3 separate regions of the Mus musculus genome follow, and regions 1 and 3 are each linked to region 2. Evidence: chromatin contacts called from public HiCAR-type and capture Hi-C data. All regions are on one chromosome and are shown on one strand. Each heading gives the region's core, a stretch centred on a gene start, on an enhancer-like site or on the middle of the called end of the contact. The rest is flanking DNA. Distances are from core to core; before and after follow the strand shown. Region 1 holds the start of Fam214a (family with sequence similarity 214, member A). Region 2 holds the start of Pigb (phosphatidylinositol glycan anchor biosynthesis, class B). Region 3 holds the start of Onecut1 (one cut domain, family member 1).

Region 1 (3,480 bases), core at 587-3,086, 1.9 Mb before region 2:
ATGTGCATGGGCTGAGGTCAGAGGTCAACTTTCAGCAGTCGATTCTCTCGGATCTTGTAGGTTCTAGGGTTCGAACTCAGATCAGGCTTGGTGGCACCTTTACCCACTGAGCCATCTCCTGGGCTTGTGACAACCTTTGTTTTTCAATCAAAACACATGCCAGGGTTGGGAGAGGAATAAGATATGTACATTCTTCTCTAAGTCTTGAAAATATGGGCTTAGAACCGGGCTTAACAGCCCGAGGCTTTGATCACTGCACTTGGGAGTCAGAGGCAGACAGATCTGTGTGTTCAAGGTCAGTCTTGACTACAAACAGAACTCCAGGACAGCCAAGGCTACAAAGAGCCTCAGGGTTTAGATCTGAAACCTGTAGAAAATACAGATTTAGAATGAAAAGTTGGGCCCTAGTTGTCTATAACAGACTCAAGCTGGGGAACTCTGAAAACAATTGGAATTCCCTTAGAGCATAAAACTAATGAGGGGCCACAGTGGTACATTGCCTGTAATGCTGCTTTTCAGGTGAAGGCAAAAGGATCCTTAGGGACTTCTGGGCCTACCTGGGTTACATGGTAAGACCTGTGCCAGCCTAGACAACTTGACAAAACCCTATCTATAAAACAAACAACAAACAAACAAAACACACCAAAAAAACCCCAAACAAACAGCGAATGAAATGCAAATGGCTACAAATATTACTTTTTATCAAGTTCAAACTCAAGTTTCAAAAGTTGACAAACTTTTCTGAAGTTGGATTGACTTCACCTAAAAAAATTGAAGAACTGCAACTAAAAAGGATACTAAGCCTGTGGCCACTAACAAACACTTCCTTTGACCCCTTCATCCTGCTAAACACTCTCTAAGAACAGGTCCTTCCCATCTGACTTTAACCACCTACTCCATAAGTCCATCTTTTTTTTCCCCTCAGCGTCTGGTATCTTCAGAGAGACAGTTCGTCACGTCTGACACAGGAATGGTTGATCCTGCGGAAAATTAGGTTAACACCGAAGGAGACAGAGAAACAAAACACAACTCAAGCTCTACTTAAATAAATCATTTACCTCGGTCTGGCTTCATTTTGGCATCCAATTTCCACCCAAAGTGCTGTAAAACACAGGTGTGGGTTCTTCCAACCGGCACACGGCTGACTCAACGGCTTCTGCTTCGTTTTCCAAACGCTAAGAGAGCAAAATAAACATAAAAAAAAAAAAATAAGAAAGAAAAAGAAAGACGGGTCTTAATTCCCCCGGATCTTGCAAGAAAACTACTAAGTTGGGCCTCTTCCTGGTGCAGACCTGCGGTGACAGAACCCTGGGCAGGTCTGAAGGAAAGGCGAAAAAAAGCAGCTCAAGTCTGCGCACCGCCTCCCCCGGCGTCCTCGGGCCTAGCACCCCTGTTCCCCGCCCCTGGGCTCTCCAGGCCAAGGTGTCCTCCTCTGACACAGCGTCTCGGAAGCACCAGCAGGATCTATTTATGCCCTGGAGGTACAGGCACAGAGGAGGAAGAGTCGGGCCACAGGAGCTAAGGCAGCCCTCGGTCCAGTAGCCTCTGGGCACCGAGGCACCCCCGCAGGGGCTCGGGCGCAGCAGCCCCCGCAGCCCCCCGGGCCTCACCTGCGGGGGATCCCCTCTGGCTAGCCCCTCCGAGGCTTCAGTAGCCGGGTTCCAGCCGGAGCCGGTCAGCAGCAGAGTCTGGGCATGTCCTCAGCCGCGCCGACCCACGCGTGGCTCAACCCACCCGGGAACGGCTCCCATGGCCCGCCCGCTCGCCGCCCTCCGGGACCCCTCGCTCCTCCTCCCGGCACTGCTCTCTGCGGCCGCCCGGCCGCTCACATCACACTCCGTGCTCCGAGCCACGCCTCCCCGAGCGCAGCGCGCATCTACCCCGCGGCCGCCGAGACGCCGAGACGCCGAGACGCTGCGCCCGCGCATCCACCGTCCCCGCTGCCTGCCCGCCTCGCTCGCTCGCTCTTTACTCTTTCTCTCACTGTTTGCCCTGTCAAAACACTACCCTGGTCACGTGTCCCAACAACAGCCAACCCACTCTCGTCACTTCCTCCGCTGAGGCTGCGCGCGCCGGTTGTTATGGCAACGCCGCCGCGCGTCCTGGAGTTGGAGATTGGGGACCGGTCTTCCCGGATAAGGGTCTCAGAGGACCCAGGGACCCGCAGGGACTGCCTGCACCGCGCGCCTAAGCAGCCAAGGAACTGCGCTCCGGGTGCATTGGGGTCACCTGGGAGATGTCAACCTAGGGCTTACCCCAGACGGGAAGATAATTATAGTTTCTACTCCTCCACAGGGATGCTGGCCTGGCGCAAAAGAACTGGGAATCCAGCCTTAAATGCATGCAATTTCCCAATGGAATCCGTGTTTGATGTGGCCAGGACAGGAAGGTGGGGAGCCATACCTTCCAGAGAAGGGTACTTGGAAACCAAGGAAGGCCTGTTCCCACTGCACCCCTAGATTTTCTGCATCTCTAGGACTTAAGAACCCAAGCTTCAGAAGCACTGGATGAGCTAAAAATAGCTTGTAACTTCTAGAGCACTGACTCACCGCCAAGCGGACACTTCTGACACCATGTTATTGTTGGGGAGCTGTAATTTTCTTGTTGTGCTATAACAATGTGACACGATGACACGGCGTGTTCTGATGTTGTGTCATCATTTAAACACAAACAGATGTCAAGAATTGCTGTAGCTAAAAAAAGCAACAAGGGTTGCAGCTATTAGCCACTCAGTTTATAGGCAAACCCAAATGAAGAAGTACAAAATTGCAAGGGTCTAGTTTCATTGGGAAAAAAACATGCTTTTTTAAGAACCTTTTTTTTTTCTTTTTGCATATGAGAATCACAACAGGAAGGACTAAGATCATCTGTGGTCGACTCTCTCTATAGTTTTCCGTTTCTACATTTTTAGAGGGTTATTTTTTTAACCCACAGTTTTTGTAAAGCACAAGATTGGCAATTTTATTTATTGTTGTTGATGATGATGATGATAATGTAAAGATTTTATTTTTCATGTATGTGTGAGGCTTGGACTACTGATCAGTGGTAAAGTGCTTGCCTAGCATGCACAAGACCCTAAAAATAAAATAACGGTACTTATATGTATGGGTAGTTGTGTGTTTATCTGTGTACTACATGCATGCAGTTCATCTAAAAGCCAGAAGAGGGCGTCGGATCTCCTGGCACTAGAGTTGTAAGCTGGGGACAGAATACAGGTCCTCTACAAACTCTTTTCACTGCAGAGCCATCTCTCCAGCCATGGTCATTGTCATTATCATTATCATCACTTGTTTGCTTCAGATCAAATATATGAAATTTAGGTTGTGAAAAGGTGATATTTTCTAGATGATTAGACATGTACAATAAAATAAAGTATACAACTGAAGTTATTAACTTTAGCTCCAAAGCTAGTTTGAGCAAACGAATACTATAGTCACTGGGATGTTCTGGCAGTGGGAAGTAGGCCTTTGGACAATGGGA
Region 2 (3,292 bases), core at 540-3,039:
TATTTTGTGTGTATTTGCCTGTGAGTTATTTTGTGTGTATTTGCCTGTGAGTTATTTTGCATTTGAGTGTTTGTTCTGGTTCTTTATGATAGGCAGGCTGCTCTAGATTACAATTCTGCCTTCACCACCCCAGTGTTAGGATGACAGGTGTGCGCCACTAACATGGCTGCTGGAAGTCTTCTCAGAGCGTTTAAACTGGTAATTTTCAAAATGGCAAAAGGAGGGGAAGGGATGGCTGACGGCTTTCAAGTCGTTTAATACTTTTTCTCCAAGAGGTGCCCGAAAGGACTCAGAAGTGAGTGTCTCTGTTTAAGCTTCCTCTAAAGGATGATAGAGAGAGGGGACAAGTGACCTCACTATGCCTTCTGCAGTAGCTGTAACTCTTTTAAGCAAGCTGTATGACAAAAGCGATTTTTAAGAGGCTGTAAAACTTCACTGAGCCAGGTGTGGTGGTGCAGGATTTTAATTCCAGCACCAGGTGTGGGCAGAGACTATGTGAGTCTGAGGCCTGTCTGGTCTAAAGAGCTGAGTTCCAAGCCAGCCAAGGCTACATAGTAAGAGCCTATCTCAAAAAAAGCAAAAGCAAATTATGTTGAGTTCTTTTGATATTTTAGGAGAAATCAAACGCAAATCATTTGCATGCCTTCTTTGAGAAAAATGGGGTGGGGGTGTAGAAGATTTTGCTTCTCGATCCAACAACTGAAAACAGTAGAAAGTGACAAATGAACAACACAGCACTTTCCGTGTCAACCCCCTCAGCATCTGGGTCAGAGGCTGTGAATGAAGAGAGCACAGGGAAGGAGCCACACACTTTCTGGACTCCGATATGGATCCTTAATCCAAGCCTCAGGTCACAAAAATAATCAGCAACTCCTTCCTGTACTGTAAGGAGCTTGCCCTAAATAGTTCTCAGGCATAATTTAAGCTCGCCGAGGAAAGAAAAGCATGTCTTCTCCTGGATTATACAGTTGACCACACAAAAGACAATTTATGTGTATGGGTGTTCGTCTTCATGTATGTATCTGCAATAGCACGCATGCCTGGTACCCTCGGAGACACCAGGCTAGTATATGGGTATTCTGCAAGTGCAGTCAGTGTTTTTAAGCCCTGAACCAGTTCTCCAGCCCCCACCAACTAATTTTTTAAATGCCTTGATTGCTGGTCATGATGGCCCATGCTTTTGATCCCAACATCCATAAGACAGAGGCAGGAGTTTGAGGCCAGTCTGGTCTACACAGCAAGTTCCAGGCCAGCCACGGTTATATAAGACTGTGGCCCTGTCACAAAGATAAGAGGAGACAGAGTGTGGTGGCTTAGGCATTAAATCCCAGCACTCATGAGGCAGAGACGGTAATTCTCCCGAGTTCAAGGCCAGTCTGATCTACATAGTGAGATCGACTCCAGAAAATAAAAAGTTGATTAGAAAATAGATAATTAGGGATAGAGAAATCCATTGGGGTGGTAAAAAATTGATAATAAAAATTCATTGAGTTATAACTTTTTCCTATTATTGTAAGAACCGTGATGAAACTTCCCACGCGAGGACGTGGCGTGAGGGATGAGCACCGCGGTCACCCGGGAGCTGGTCCTCAGCGATGCACTGCCTCCCTCTGCTCTGTTACCTCCGAGCGCCTCCTCGGCGGGCGCTGTGCGAGGTGTGTCAGGCGGAGTAAAGAATCCAGAATCTTTATTTTTGTCTTTTCCAGCATTGAACACTGGTCAGGGAGGTTTGCTCCTGACCCACCCGGAGACTCATCCGCTTCCGGCAGCACTTCCTGCCGCGGTAGTGCCGGAGCAGCGAAGGGACGGCGGCTCGCGGGGCCCAATCTTAGTGGCATGTGTCCGCCTACAAGAAAGTGAGGGGCGGGCACCGTGGGCTGCAGGTAGCCGGGGAGGATGGAGTCCCAGGCCGCCGACTATAACCCGGCCTCCCGCAATCTCCACGGCAGCTCGGGAGAAATGAAGCTGCGGAGGAGGAAGTCCAGGCAGTACGTGAGCGCGCAGGAGAAACGCTCTCCGCGCCGTGGTGAGTGCCGGGCTCACGGCAGAGCTCGGGGCACCTGGGACTACACAGCGTGGTGGCAATGAGCTCAGGCTCGCTGAACACAGTCTCTTCGCTGTGTTGTGCTGACTGTGCTTAGACGTGTCTCAATCCTCCTGCATCAGTCTCCCCAGTGCTGTGTGGTGATGTCACATCATCACACCTGGCATACAGATTTTCACATAAAATCTTTCCCTACCTCCAAGCACCACCACTGTTGGTAACTAAAGCGAAAATACAGGCTGCCTGCACACTGGGAAAAGCAAACTTTGGAAACAGCCGACCGACTACCTAGTCAGTAACAGTATTTTTGTGTTGGGCAAAGCAGTTTCTGAACCTTAGCATCCTCACAAGTAAAACAGGTTCAGACTCACCAGTGGTTAACAAATTGTGTGTGTGTGTGCGTTGTGTGTTCTTTAGTGGGGTTTGTATCTATTTTTTGCGGTGGGGGGAGGTGTTCGTGGGTTGTTTTCTATTCCCTACAGATTGCTAGGGAATAGAAAACACTCCATGGCCTCAGCAAGCTAGACAAGAGTTCCACCCCTGAGCTAGTGCCTCAGCTAGCTCAGTGGAGTGCTGTGGAAGGTGTTAACAGAGAGGGAGCCAGTGCACCGGGCATGTGGCATTGGGGGGTGGGGGGAACTCGCTCACTTTTATGCCACACTTACTGCTTTGATTTGCTTTCCAGGTCTTCTTGGAGAAAACACTTACCTGGTCTTGTTTACCATCGCTCTGCGAATACTTAACTGCTTCTTAGTGCAGACAAGCTTTGTTCCTGATGAATACTGGCAGTCCCTCGAAGTTGCACACCGCATGGTTTTCAGATATCCTTTATGGTTTCTTTTCCACTCTGAGTGTGTCTTCATCTTAGGAGCTCAGTTCATGATTATATCTTTTCAGTAATTCTTTGAATAATTTCAGCTCAACCAAGTATGCTGTTGTTGTGTGCTGATAGTTACCGTATGTCTCCCTTTGACACAGACTTGACAGAGAAGAAAAACACACACACACACACAAAGAAAATATAGGCATGGTATCACATGACTTTTTAATCCCACCCAGTATTTAGGAGGCAGAAGCAGGTGGATTTCTGAGTTTGAGGCCAGCCTGATCTACAGAGCTAGTTCTAGGACAGCCAGGGCTATACAGAGAAACCCTGTCTCGGAAAACAAACAAAAATCAACAAACAAACAAAACACCAACAACAAAAGAACACCAACAAATGACTTGACGCTGCCTTTGAATTAGTAT
Region 3 (3,295 bases), core at 311-2,810, 1.8 Mb before region 2:
GCGGGACGAAGCGCGCCCAGCCTTTCTCATTCCCTCCCACCGTCAGTCCCTTATCTCGCCCACGCGCCCAGCGCCTCACCTGCTAAGCGGAGCGCCGACATGCGCTGGAACTCCGGCTCCTGCAGCCACTTCCACATCCTCCGGAAGGTCTCCCGACCCGACTTGAGTTTGCTCCAGGGCTTGGGGTTTCGCAGCAGGTCCGAAAGGGTCCCCTGGGAACGGCAGAGCACCCTCTGCGCGAAGATGGCCTGTGGGATGCTGTAACGTTTGAGCTCGGTGGTGATACGCTGCGCCACCTCTTTGGTATTGATCTCTTCCATCTGCCCTGAATTACTTCCATTGCTGACCTGCGCGCCGGTCACCGAAGGGTTGGGCTCTCGGGCTGTGCCCAGGAGCTGTCCGTGGCCCTGGGCATTCAGGTGGGCATGAGGATGGTGCGGAGGAAGGCCGTTGATGGGTACCATGCCGGCCGAGGTGGGCGTGAGGTGCTGCTCCCCGTGGCGACCGAGCATGGCAGGGTGGTGGGCTTCAAAGCCATTTGGGGTGAGCATCTTGTCGGTGGGCATAGCCGCGCCGGGATGAGCATAGTGGGGAAGTCCTTGCTGGGAGTTGTGAATGCTGCCCAGACCGGAGCCAGAGAGGGGCGAGAGGCTCTGGCCCATGCCAGCCACGTCCTTGTGGTAGGGGGTATAGAGGTTATTCATAGAGGCCAGCCCGCGCTCATCCCGCATAAGTGTGAAACTACCGCTCACGTTGCCCGCCAGGCGCTGGTGGTGGTGTGGGTGGTGGTGGTGATGGTGGTGGTGATGATGGTGAGGGAACTTGTCGGACACGGTGGAGATGGGCGGCAGCGGCTGCAGAGGGGTTAAGGTAGTGTAGGTGGTGGGCATGCTCATACCTGGGGGAGTTTCACAGGCCATGGTCATGGTGGGGTGCAGGGGGCCAGCCAAGCTGTGCTCAGGGGCGCGGTGGTGGTGGTGGTAATCGCTGCCTCCGCTGCCGCCGTCCAGCAGGGACGCCATGCCCATGGAACGCGGGTGCGCGGGAGGCAGGTGGCTGCCGCGGTGTCCCACGGAGCTGCGCGCGTGAGGGCTGCCGCCCAGCAGGTCAGCAGGGGCGGGCACCGGCTCATGGCTCACCCCGTGCAGCTCGCCGATCGCCTCCATGGTCAGCTGTGCGTTCATCGTGATGCGGGCGAGCGGGCTGCAACATCGATGTGGCCGGGCAGAGGCGGCGAGGGGCGCAAGGAGTCCAGTCTTCACATCGGCTGCCTGCGACTGTGGCCTTTCTTCCTCTCACTGTGGGGATCTGTGTCTCTCGCTCTCTCTGTGTGTGTCTTGCCTTCTCTCTTGCTCCCACCTTCCCCTCTGTCTTTTTTTTTTCTTTTAATATTAATTTCCAAAAAGGACCCGTGCTGTTGGGAGAGCGCGGTACCCCTAGCCCACCCAGCCCGGCCCCCTCTCGCCCCTCTTCTTAGAATCCTGCTGCCCCAGGCTCCCTTGACGCGGCCCGTGCGCCTGCCGCGGCTGCTGCCTGCCTGTGCCGCCCGCCAGCTCGAGCCATGGCTCGGTTACTGTTGCAGACTGTGGCTGCGATTCCGTAGCCGCCGCCGCTGCCGCTGCCCGCCCTCACGCCCGCCGGGCGTAGCGCGCATGCGCGCTTCCAGGCCCCGCCCCCTCGGTCCCAGCGCTCCGTGACGTCCCAGCACAAATGAACCGAGGGGGTGGGGTGGGGGTGGGGGGGACAGAGCTTTCTCAGCGGCGCCGAATGGCCCGGGATCAGTGAGCACGTGCACGGGACGCGCGCAGAGTGCGACCTGGAGCCGCCTCCACAGTCCTCGGAGACTTGCTACCTCCTGGTCTTCCTCACTACCTCCCTCTCTCTTTCCATCCGGACTTTCTTGCCTGGTTTCTGTCACCGTGAGCCAGCTAGGTTTGAGAACCAGAGCCCCTGAGTCTGAGTTGCTAGTTCCCGGTACAGGTTACCGGCGGGGAGTAGAAACTATGTCATGGCCCAAAGCCCACTCGCCCATTGGGCTTTATTCCCTAGAGGATCGCTGGAGACCAACTCATTCACTGTCCTTAAATAGTTGTCCTACGGGGACTTGGGACGTGTATATACCCTGAAGGCCTAGGTCGGGACGCTGTATCCCGAACTGCCATCCATGATCCTCTCAAGTACTCCTCGAACTACCTTTCTCCATCTGAGCCCGGGGCCGAGGAGCACTCAGGAATCTGTGCTCAGTGAGGAGCACTCAGATCGAGGCCACCCCTCACTGTCCCAGACCTCAAAGAAGGTCTGTCACTTTGCTCCCAATTAAGATAGCTCTCCCACTTTGGATAACTCTGCTTGGGGGATACTGAGGGAGACAGGAGAGAGGGCCTGGTTAGCATGGAAGGGGGCGGGGGGGGGGGGACGGAGCTGGTTTTTTAGTTACTCCACAGCCTTTCTAGAAAAGAACCTAGAGGCTTGGAAGAAGTACCCCACGCAGGCAGAGTGCACGCGGCTGAGCCGAGCGGCTTGGACCGCAGGGACGCTTTCCTTTTCCTGGCGTCCCTGCAAGAAGCCTCCAGATTTGAAAATCAATTCAGCTTTGGGCATAATTGTGCCCCTGTCACAGTCACGCTCCAATCCGGAATTGAACCCGGGCCTTCAGCCTGGTGGGGACGCGTGGGGAGGCCCCCAGTGTGGGACACACACCCGGCCGCCACATGCCGCGGCTTTCTTTTATTTACAAAAGAAAGAAAGAAAAAAGTCCGTAACAAAAGGCAGAGCCTTGTCTGCTTAGGTGCTTTTATCCCTTGGAGAAAGGACAGATGTGCCCATTGTCAGGCCCTTGGCAGTTACGGCCGGGTCAGCGCCGAGTCTCAGCCTGGGGCTAGCGGTGCTCACAATAAAGATAGCCTCAGAGCGGGCTTTCAGGGCTCAGCTACTGAACAAAGTGTCTGAGGCCTGCTCTGTGCCAAACACAGAACCCACCGCCTGTGTTTCCTTGTAACGGTTTTCAGAGAGCCTAGGATTGAGTCGTGGTGGTGGGGTCTATAAGAAAATTTTGGTGTGGTCAACCCAGGGTGTGGTAACCTGAAATCTCATCAGTTAAGGTACAAACAGGCTCATCTCTTAACCCAAGTGCCTGCCTCTAACAGCACAAGGCCCACAGTCAAGGTCAGTGGGTACAGAAACACTTCCTAGAAGACTAACTCTGCTGGGTCTCAACATTAGAACAGGATCCATCCTACCCAAATAATTCCTGTGGACCCTACTTCAAGCCAGCTTGGTCATGATCATTTAGGAA

What was found. HiCAR-type assays count read pairs that join an accessible place to other places. Capture Hi-C pulls out chosen DNA fragments and counts their contacts.
Region 1: a contact with region 2 is called in a HiCAR-type map of astrocytes, with 5 times the contacts expected there. The contact joins the promoter of Fam214a here to the promoter of Pigb in region 2. A contact is called at or near these places in 1 of 484 Hi-C or Micro-C datasets (B cells), 3 of 115 datasets of contacts at active chromatin or transcription factors (astrocytes, embryonic forebrain and large pre-B cells) and 1 of 9 other capture datasets (pancreatic islet).
Region 3: a contact with region 2 is called in a capture Hi-C map of embryonic stem cells, with 4 times the contacts expected there. The contact joins the promoter of Onecut1 here to the promoter of Pigb in region 2. A contact is called at or near these places in 3 of 39 promoter capture datasets (cranial neural crest, hippocampal neurons and liver), 4 of 115 datasets of contacts at active chromatin or transcription factors (astrocytes, embryonic forebrain, embryonic stem cells and 1 more) and 1 of 9 other capture datasets (embryonic stem cells).

What each region holds. Positions count from the first base shown.
Region 1 is chr9:74,951,409-74,954,888 of GRCm38.p6, reverse strand. It overlaps Fam214a (family with sequence similarity 214, member A), which reads right to left and starts at 1,836. Exons shown (of 13, transcript NM_001113283.1): 1 at 1,611-1,836; 2 at 1,059-1,175. The coding sequence starts at 1,074.
Region 2 is chr9:73,038,196-73,041,487 of GRCm38.p6, reverse strand. It overlaps Pigb (phosphatidylinositol glycan anchor biosynthesis, class B), which reads left to right and starts at 1,789. Exons shown (of 12, transcript NM_018889.3): 1 at 1,789-2,026; 2 at 2,730-2,865. The coding sequence starts at 1,897. It overlaps Pigbos1 (Pigb opposite strand 1), which reads right to left and starts at 1,770. Exons shown (of 2, transcript NM_001308425.1): 1 at 1,623-1,770.
Region 3 is chr9:74,860,186-74,863,480 of GRCm38.p6, reverse strand. It overlaps Onecut1 (one cut domain, family member 1), which reads right to left and starts at 1,560. Exons shown (of 2, transcript NM_008262.3): 1 at 80-1,560. The coding sequence starts at 1,184. Gm33562 (a long non-coding RNA gene) reads left to right here and starts at 345. Exons shown (of 4, transcript XR_870924.1): 1 at 345-419.